2 separate regions of the Triticum aestivum genome follow, and region 1 is linked to region 2. A link is a contact called in public Hi-C data. All regions are on one chromosome and are shown on one strand. Each heading gives the region's core, a stretch centred on a gene start, on an enhancer-like site or on the middle of the called end of the contact. The rest is flanking DNA. Distances are from core to core; before and after follow the strand shown.

Region 1 (4,833 bases), core at 1,834-4,333, 700 kb before region 2:
TTAACACATGCAGTTACTGGTAGAAAGCATTAATTCTTTCTGTGCCTGTATATTTTGCTTAATATTTATACTTAGAGGAAACACTTAGTTAATATATTTGTTGTTTCTTTTTGTAAAGCAGTGCTGCATCACCAAATATTGATCTCTCAGACACTTAATTTAGCAGCTAATGTCCTACAAGTAATCCTACTGGTTGCTGAAGAATAGGATAGGAATATATTTCTTTTAGGCCATGTTGTAAGTTTACCAAGTTTTATCTGTAACTTCCGTATACTGTATCACGATATTATCTTATCAGATGTTTGATGTGCCCCGGTAGCTACTAGAAAATTGACAATTATTGTTGCTTAGTAAACAGTCCATTTAAACCCTGAAGTTCATTATTCAGTTTGAAATGAACTGCGATGTCTAAAGCCCAGATATTTGTAACCCTGAATTCTAAAGCCCAGAATTTGTAACCCCGAACCTGACAAACCAATCCCTTACTTCCTGTTTGGGTGTTTAGCTGCATTGGAGCCCATTACTGCCCAGTAGACCGGATTTGATCAGCCTTGAATGCCAGTTTTTCTAAAGAAAGTAACAACATTGCCCCAATCTTCCCATACCACCAACACTTTATACTTTTCTCCTTTCCTTCTCATGCCACCAGCCGAAGTGAGGGATGCCAAAAAAGGGGGTGGGGTCAGTGTTCAGAGTCCACCTGCGACGTTGCTCGGGGCAGAGCTCGCGTTAAGTGGCACTCAAGGCCACAATGGCGGTGGTTGCATCATTCTCACATCGAGGTGGCACCACAAGTGCAGAATCGTGCGATTGATCAAGGGAGGGTGATGAGCAAGGAGAGGACATAGTGTATCCACAAGTAAATGTTTAGGACTCACTTTTGGCAAGCATCACCCTTTTCCCTGTGTGCCAAACAAGCTGTCTAAATTGGTTAGGATTGGGAAGTTCAGGGTCCTGAATTTAGGGACTGGAAGTATGAGCACACATCAAACTGGAGGGTTGATGATGGACTTATTTTTTTTCTCTGTATGCCTATTTCTGGTGCTTTGTTAACATGGCCATCATTGTAGAATCTCAACTGTCAATGTTAAATTGCTGATGATTCTTGTGTCCTGGTCCTTTGCTTCCACTACACCTTGTGTATTAGTGACAAGGAGTAACTGTCAAAGCTTTAAGAGCAGTTGTTTACCCAACAATGGAACAGGAATACAATTTCTAGCACTATTTGTGTTTGCCATTTCAGTACAAGTCGATGTGCACCTTTTTACCTTGTTTTTCTTGCATGCGTGCTCTCACCATCTGCGGACTTTTGTTCCTCAATGCTATATTTTCATTTATTGCAGTTTAAGCTCCAAGGCAATGAGATAAGGCGAGTTGAAAGTGACAATGAGGGAGGTCTTCCTGCAGACAAGAATTTGCACAGTTCCAAACACAAGGATGTACATCAGAAAGCACAGAAGATGAAACTGAATAGAAGTTACTATCAGTCAGTCTACCAGGGCTTGGTGAACACAGCGAACCAAAGACGCCAAACTACCAAGGAAGAAGATGAGATCGAGGAAGGAGAATTGATTGAAGAGGACCATCAGGATACTGCTCCAAACAGAAGACCTAACAAACCAAGAAACGCAGCATTGGAATCAGTGATTGAAGCAAGCTCAGGCGGTCAATTAGAGATGATTAATGCAACGTCAAAAGATATTTGCGACAAGGGAGCTACAAGGGAATGTGACGAGAAACACATACTTAAGGTAATGGAAAAAATGCAGAAGAGAAGGGAGAGGTTCAAAGAAGATGTTACTGTTACCCAAAAGGAGCAAGACAATGGCAAGGATGAACTGCTAGCAGTTGCGTGTGGTGCGGATGATGTCAAGAATCAGCGACCTGCAAGGAAACGTCGTTGGGGCGGTAATGGTTAGATGCTGAACTAACCTTGAGTCAGGCATATTTTGTGCCGAAATATCGTCTTATGGTACTTGGGAGGAGCCAAAGTGCCAATGTTTTTGATGAACGAGATGCCGCTGTCATCTAGCGATTCAGGTTGAGACACTGTAGATTGAATATGTTTTGATGCTTGGAATAGGAAACAAAATGTACAAAAGCATTCACACATTGCAGTTGTTATTGACCTACAGTTTCAACATTTTTGTCGGAGCAGTCAGCTAATAAGATCAACGGCATCAGACTGAATATCTGCTCGTCTTTCCTCAGGAGAGGGTTACTTTTTTTTTCCTTTCCTTTTCTTTTTTTTCCGCGTGGGGAATTCTGACACTACCTCTCTTGGGTATATTTGGCCGTGGTCTCTACATATGGACATACTGTCGCTTTGTTGGTTGCGGAGTTGTCGTAGTGTGCTGCCGTATGCCCTGCTTCATGTCTTTGGTTGCCTGCTTCATGTCTTGGTTGTGTTTTTTGCATGCATTCCTTCCTTGGGCTCCTAACTGCAGTGTATTTTTAAAAGCAGAGTATGGTTTTCGCCGCGGTTATGTTGCTTCATGTGCTTATTAAGCTGTACTGGCAGCCTAAGCGAGTGTTATGCTGGTTCATTTTGTGTGGGTTGCTCTGTAACCGGTGCAAATATCACTTGAGTCAAAAATTATCATCCATATTCCTACCTGCAAGTTCTCCTTGTTTTTCAACTCAGGACTGGTGATATAGCTCACAACGTGTCAAAAGTGAGATGTTTTTTTTTTGAACATGTCAAAAGTGAGATGTTGATCATTTCAAAAGACAAAAAAAAGAAAGAAAGAGATGTTGATAGTTTCATACATCCCCGGTCACAATCAGAGGCAGGGCGTAATTTGTTGTTTCTTCTCCTTTGGACGAAAACAGGAGACGGGCGGCCTCGTGTCCAATCGCACGCCGGGGCGAAGCACTCGTCCCGAGAGGTTTTGCCGGTCCGGTGAAACTCAAAAAACACTGACCTTCCCTGCCCGGCGACGTGGCGCGCTCCGAGCCTCTCCAACGGCCTCCCCCATCCCCGCCTCCCGCTTCTGCCCCCGCAGCCCCGCCCACGGCGTCAACAGCACCGCACGCGCGTGGGCAATCCCGTAAACTCCACGCCCCCTCACTCACACAAAGCAGCGCCTCGGCCTCGCCTGCCTCGCTGCTCCGACCAGAGCACCGCGTCGCGCTCCAGCGCCATGGCGATGCGGCTCTTCTCGTCCTCGCCGCCTCCCCCGCCCCTCCCGGGCCCTGCCACCACCAAGGCCTCATCCGCCGCCTCGCTCTTCTCCCTCCGCCTTCGCCGCGGGAGGCCTGTTGCGGCCGCTGCAGCGGCAGGGGGAGGGCCCGAGCGGGACGGGGAGGGCCCCTTCGACAGGAGAATGGAGGAGATCGCGAAGAAGGTCCCGCTCTTCGAGCCGGCCATGGGCGAGCCCGCCGCCACGGCTGACCGCCCGCTGCCCATCAACCTCGAGCTCTGGCTTCACCGCGCCAAGGTGCACACCAGGAAGTACGAGTTCGCCGAGGCCGAGAAGCTCCTCAACAAGGTGCGCACCTACACTACAGAATTCGGCTAAAATTATAGTATGACATCTTCTCACTGAAATACAGCGAGAGATAATAAGAGATAGTGAGGGTACATTGTGCTCTAAAATGCTACTAGTATTGTTTAGAATGATGATCAAGTGTCTAATTGTTTGGTTGCTCTAAGCTGACGACCCCTTTCTCATCCAGTGTATGTTGTATTGGCCTGAAGATGGGCGCCCATACGTCGCGCTTGGGAAGCTATATAGCAAACAGTCGAGGTTTGACAAAGCTAGAGCCGCTTATGAGAGGGGCTGCCAAGCCACACAGGGAGAAAATCCATACATTTGGCAGGTTTGCACGTCATCACCTCACTTTGCTAAACCGACTAGTAGAAAAATTATACCACGTGAGCAATGCAGGGCATGTGGTTCGTCCTCTAGAGGCGTACGTGTCAACATAAATAATGCACATATGGTTATCTTAATATACCAAGTGTAATTTTTTTGTTTGTTAATATGCCATGCGGGGATTTGACTATGTTTAACTATAACTCGTTTGTCTATATGTTATACTCGGTGTTTCTCAAACGAAAACGAATATACTGGGAGTACCTATAAGGGTCAATTTTTTCGACTGTTAAGTATTTAGCTTCCACTTGCACATGTTATTTATGTCGGAACATAATTTCGTGAATTATTCTTATGATCCGCTCGAAAAATGTTGGAAGTCATTCGAGATTTTTGATTGAATCCTGTGTGATGTGCCCCGCTGGAACTATCTTGCACATTGACCTCAATGTGTATGTTTGACACATCTAGAAATTATGTCATCTAGGGAGAAATCCAATAAAACATGCAGAGGTCATTGTTTTCCTTTTGCTTTGAATTACAGTGCTGGGCAGTGCTAGAAAGCAAGGGTGGGAGTATTCGAAGAGCACGAGAGCTATTTGATGCGGCTACTGTGGCTGATGCAAAGCACATCGCAGCTTGGCATGGGTGGGCAATTTTAGAAATCAAGCAAGGAAACATTAAAAAGGCTCGGAACCTACTTGCAAAAGGTCTGAAATATTGTGGAGGAAATGAGTACATTTACCAGACTCTTGCTTTGCTTGAAGCTAGAGCAGAGCGCTTTGAACAAGCACGGACTTTATTCCAGCAAGCTACTCAATGCAATCCAAAAAGTTGTGCAAGTTGGCTAGTAAGTATTTGCTTCATAGTTTTCTGTTTACTGCATAAAAAGAAATTGCAAGCTGTATTTTGTGTTGAATTGTGAACTTATGTATGGCAATTTTCTAGTAGTCTTGGGCTCAGGTAGAAATGCGTGCGGAAAACAATGCCATTGCGAGGAAGCTCTTTGAGGTAA
Region 2 (5,086 bases), core at 1,233-3,732:
AGAAAGTGGGGATAAATGATCAGCGAGTGCTTGATGTGATTGCCTGTGCACTTTCAAATTTAACAGAGGTTAGTCCTGTGAGAATGGTTCAATTTTGTTGTCTATTTGCTGTTGACACTGCATTTTATAGCCCTAGTGAGATCATATACTGATGCTGTTGAAAGTGAAGGTAACGTACTATTTCCTAATGTTCTTATAACTGCGTTATCAGATGGACAAGGATGCACTGGCGAAGGAGCTCACAGAGATGTTTACTCCTGAAGAAGTTCCCTTGTTTGGTTCAAATTCAGCCCTTGACTGGGCCAACTTTCATGCGCAGGCATTTTCCGATGAATCCCTTTCTTTTGATGAGGTATGCCACTTACACAAAATGGTCCTTACTAATAGCGCAAAATTCGTTTCCTTCTTGTACTGTACGTTGCCATCATTAAAATGTATTTTTACGTCTCCTCATATGTGTCCTTTTGCATTGTAGGAGTGTTCAAGAACATCTTCGGTAGATGGTGGATTGCACGACTCACCAATTACAAATACTGCTAGCTCCACATCCAAGATTACGCTTCCTCATTCTGCTCCCCGTGTCCTGGGTGTTGGTCAGTTGCTTGAATCGGTGAGTACCTGTTGTGAAATTCAGCTGCTGTTGCACACGGTGACACAGTTTACTACTCGTTTTTTGGCTCATAGTTCTTGTGTGGTACCTGTTGTGAAATACATGTCACTCTCCTGAACTGACTGTATTGCCGTGAACCAATTGGCTTCTCTGTTAGGGTGATTTTTTCTTTTTTGAACACCCAATGTTGAATTCCTGGACCCGCCACCGCACGAGCCCCCTTTCACTTGCTACCTCTGTTTCAGTGTTCACATTTTCTTGTGTGGTAAAGCTAGTATAACCACCGCAAAACATTGTTATACCTTGTCTTTGCATTGGGTTCTGAGTAGTAGACTGTTTCTCTGGTCAGGCGCTGCATGTAGCTGGCCAGGTTGCAGGGGCATCCGTTTCTACCTCCCCCCTCCCATACGGCACAATGACCAGTCAATGTGAGGCCCTGGGATCGGGCACTAGGAAGAAGCTATCAAGCTGGCTCGTGAATGGCCACAACTCGACTCCAGACAATCCTGTGCCAAGCCTTCCCGCTGCCGATCATTTCATCCTTCCTAAGGTATGAAGATTCTACAAAGCCCAACCGGTTTACTCTGAATCTTGTTTTCACTTTTCACTAACAACATTTGTCCAGGTAAATTCCTGTGGCTTCGAGATGAACCGCACGTCATCAGAGCCGTGCTCCATGGTGAAGCTTCCACCGGCCAGCCCATTCGACAACTTCCTCAAGGCAGCTTATCGCACCCCGCAGGAGATGTGATTACCCTTGCCGTCGGAAGAAGTGCTAGACTGTAGTATCTAAGCTTTGAACACTAGTTTGTCTTAATGACTTGGCCTCCTGGCTGCGAGTAACATGGTATCAGTTGTTGTAGCGTATGTATGACCACGTGTATCTATCTATGTACTAAAACGGTTGTAGCGTGTGTGATCATGTGCACCGCAGTACTAGACGACTGTAACCTAGCGTGTCGTGTCTGTTGTCTGTAGCGAGAAGACTTGTGATCGAGACTAATGCCATGATCTGGGCATCTCTCCATTTCTCGTCCGTGTAGTCTAGAACGAGAAACAACAAAGCAAAATACGCCCGCTGAATCGTGGGACGGTGGGAATCACAGATGTGCCGCATCAGGTATCAGCTACTGCATGTTATATATTTGAGCAGCAGTCATTTTTGTGTATATCCTGAAAACGGGTTACACAAGTGCAATGCTTTAAACATTTCACAATTGTTAAAGGTATGCGCGAGTTTAGGACATGCTTCATTGATGTCTAACTTTTCCACAACTAATCATGCGCACACAACATGTGGCCAACATACTGACCACAAGAAGCATACGGCTACCCCTCAAAAAAAAAAAAGAAGCATACGGCTGACGAAGTGTGACAAAATCCCAATTGTGGCAATAAACTCAACATGTGTAGAAAGAATTGTAGGCGACTAGCTTTAGTTGACAGCTGACTAAGTAATATTTATTTTTTGTTAGAGCGTGACTAAGATTTAAGGTGAGAGGCTTATTTTTTGGACCGGAATATTTAGCAAACGTTAGATTTTTAGGCAAGGCAAATCGAATGTTTTTCATGGCAAATTATGTTTGCCGAGGGTGGCAAGTTTAGTTGGCGAGCATGGCAGCCAGAAAATTGCCATGCTCGCCAACTAAATTTGTCATCCTCACACCAACATAAATTGCCATGAGGAACGTCAGATTTTTAGCATTTCCCTTTTTTAATTTTTGGGGGAGGGTGAGAGGCTTATTTTTCTTATTTTATTTTATTTTATCCTACAAACGAAATGTACAGTACTATCGATCTCCCGCACAGTGTAAGCCCAGGCCCATAGCTAAACAAGCCCACACTCTTACTGCGACCCGCGTCGTCGGGTCTTCTTTCTTCGCCCACAGTCTCACTGCCATCTTCTAAGCACTCTTCTTCCCGGATAAGAAGCGCAGCCAAAGCCCCCCTCCGCCCAAAACCCCCACCGGCCACCGCGAGCTCTCTCCTCGCCCCGCCCATGGCGACCTCCACCGCCTCCTCCTCCTCTCTCACCGCTCCTCTCCTTGGCCCCAAACCTAGCCCCAATCCGCCCCCCAGATCCCTCCCGCTCCTCAGGTTCCCATCTCTCCCGCACTGTTCCTCCCCGCTTTCCAGTTCCAACCACTCTGCCCTAACCATGTCCGCCTCGCAGGAATCGGAGGTGCGCTCGGTCCGTGGCCGCCTCTGCCGGCGGCGGCGGAGTGGGACTGCACGGGGCTGCTCACAGGCGCGGGATTTGGTCGATCAGGTGAAGTCAATTCCACTCGCTTCTTCCCTTTCGCGCTTCCTGTAGTATCCTGTTAGACTCTGACGATGTATTTCCGTTAGCCCGGTTTCAAAACGAAAAGGTGAAGTCAATTCGTGGCAGCAAGTTTTGCAGTTTCGCGTCGTCTGTTTGGTATGCTGGACGAGGTTCAGTTAGGGATCTATAAGGGTGCTGATGGCGCTGTGTGTGTGTGTGTCTGCCAGGGATGACTTGCTGATGCCTAGGTCGCCCTACTTCCCCGTGGAGGCCGCGGGGCAGGAGCGCGGGCCCTCACCCATGGTGATGGAGCGGTTCGAGAGCGTCGTCAGCCAGCTCTTTCAGCACGTACGGGAATACTGGACTCTGTGAAAAATTGTTTCATCTCCTCTGTAGAGCCATTTTGCGAGTGTAATCTGCGGTGTGTGAACATGTGCACGCGTCCTGCTGCAGAGAATTATCCGATGCGGTGGACCCGTGGAGGATGATATGGCCAATGTCATTGTTGCGCAGCTGCTATACCTAGACGCCGTCGATCCTAACAAGGTAAGTTGTGAAAAATGAAACTCTCTCCTTGTGCGCAATTCCTAATTCCTGTCCCAGATGAATAGTTATCTTGGCAGAAGCTTTTTTATGATCTATTCATCCCAGCCTACTTTGGAATTGCTGATCTGTATATCAATTATCAAAGGATGTAGTATGTTGCTTTAGCTTCAAACACATTATAGGGCATCACACTACACACACGTAAGTGGAACTTGTGCCCTAAGTTGTTATTTCAGGTGAAGTAGAGTGGCACTGTGGTTCTTGGATGCGCTTCCTCTATTAAAGGAAAATCACTTGACTTCGTAGGAAACAGTTCTATTTATCTGGACCCTAGTTTGTCAATACCTATGCGACTAAGGTGCTGGAGTTATCAACTGTTACTGGTACTTTTGTATTGCTGCTACATCATAGTGCTTAGGTTTTGAGCTGCCTAGGTAGGCCTGGAATTGAGTATATATTCTTATGATCTTGTGATGATGGTAAATTCAAACAAATGAATCTCTCTTCCTTCTGTTGCAGTTTCTTATTCCTAGATCAGTAGTTTTCTGGTCAGAAGCTTTACTCTAGAATTGCTGATACGTATCCATTATCAAGGGAAGTAATAGCATGTTGCTGCTTTATCTTCAACACATTATAGGGCCTTCTTGCACCATCAGCGGAACTTGTAAACTAAGCCAAGTTATTTCTGGATGTAAAATAGAGTGTGACACTCTAGTTCTTGGATGTGTTTCCTCTATTAAGGAAACTACTTGATGTTGTAAAATAGAGAGGCTTCATTCTGCTTTTCAAGGAATGCGGCGGAAAAATCTCTGGAATTTATCTGGATATCTTTCCTACTAGAATTTATTTGTTAAAACTGTTACTGGTGCTTTTGTATTGCCGCCGTATCTTAGTGCTTAGGTTTTGAGCTGCCTGGGCAGGCCTTAGACTTGGTGATATAATTGGTTCTTGTCAATTTTGTGTAGGATATCATTATGTATGTGAATTCTCCAGGAGGATCGGTGACAGCTGGTAATAACGCACATTCATATTTGTAATCAGTTTATTCTTTCTTAATAACATCAATTTATTTTGTTTCTATTAAGGGATGGCCATATTTGATACAATGAAGCATATCAGGCCTGATGTTTCGACGGTTTGTATCGGACTTGCTGCAAGGTACTCAGTACTGACATCTTTGTGAAATTATTTTATTAGAAAATAGATGATTGGTTCAGATGTAGGATGCTTTATAGTTTGCACATTGCATAAAATCTTTATAATGGGGTTTGATTATTAAAACCAGGGATTCTGTTCCATTTTTCTGGATTTCACCTTTTGAGACAAGTACCTGTCTCTGGGCCTGCCCAGTTTTTTTTTCTTTTGAATTTTTGTTATGCATCTTAATTCTTAAATCATTGATGCATGTTTATTCAGTATAACCTGCCCAGTCTAGGATTTTGGATTGACGAGTCTATCTTTATTGCTGCAAGTAAAATGTTGGTATTTTTGTAATTCTAGATAGCAATTTTTTTTTTGCATGAGTGGATTTTATATCATATATCCTTAATTAAGATGATTAGATTTTCAAATTGTATGATTGTAAAATCTGTCAAGGATGGCAAAATACGAGAGAGCTGCTTCATTGTGCATTTCTCATTGCTGTGGTTTTGTCACTCTGCAAATTT

The links. Hi-C and Micro-C count contacts between places; a contact is called where the count stands out from the background.
Region 1: a contact with region 2 is called in a Hi-C map of leaf, with 7 times the contacts expected there. The contact joins the promoter of LOC123092335 here to the promoter of LOC123092330 in region 2. A contact is called at or near these places in 2 of 5 Hi-C or Micro-C datasets (both in leaf).

Annotation. Positions count from the first base shown.
Region 1 is chr4B:398,483,209-398,488,041 of IWGSC CS RefSeq v2.1, reverse strand. LOC123092335 (protein high chlorophyll fluorescent 107) reads left to right here and starts at 3,083. Exons shown (of 8, transcript XM_044514083.1): 1 at 3,083-3,491; 2 at 3,679-3,822; 3 at 4,363-4,668; 4 at 4,770-4,829. The coding sequence starts at 3,144. LOC123092336 (FIP1[III]-like protein) reads left to right here. Exons shown (of 9, transcript XM_044514085.1): 9 at 1,344-2,425. The coding sequence ends at 1,919.
Region 2 is chr4B:397,779,243-397,784,328 of IWGSC CS RefSeq v2.1, reverse strand. It overlaps LOC123092330 (ATP-dependent Clp protease proteolytic subunit 5, chloroplastic), which reads left to right and starts at 2,482. Exons shown (of 9, transcript XM_044514076.1): 1 at 2,482-2,707; 2 at 2,784-2,879; 3 at 3,101-3,221; 4 at 3,327-3,419; 5 at 4,385-4,430; 6 at 4,505-4,577. The coding sequence starts at 2,610. It overlaps LOC123092331 (protein SEMI-ROLLED LEAF 2), which reads left to right. Exons shown (of 20, transcript XM_044514078.1): 16 at 1-68; 17 at 212-352; 18 at 476-610; 19 at 960-1,160; 20 at 1,236-1,637. The coding sequence ends at 1,361.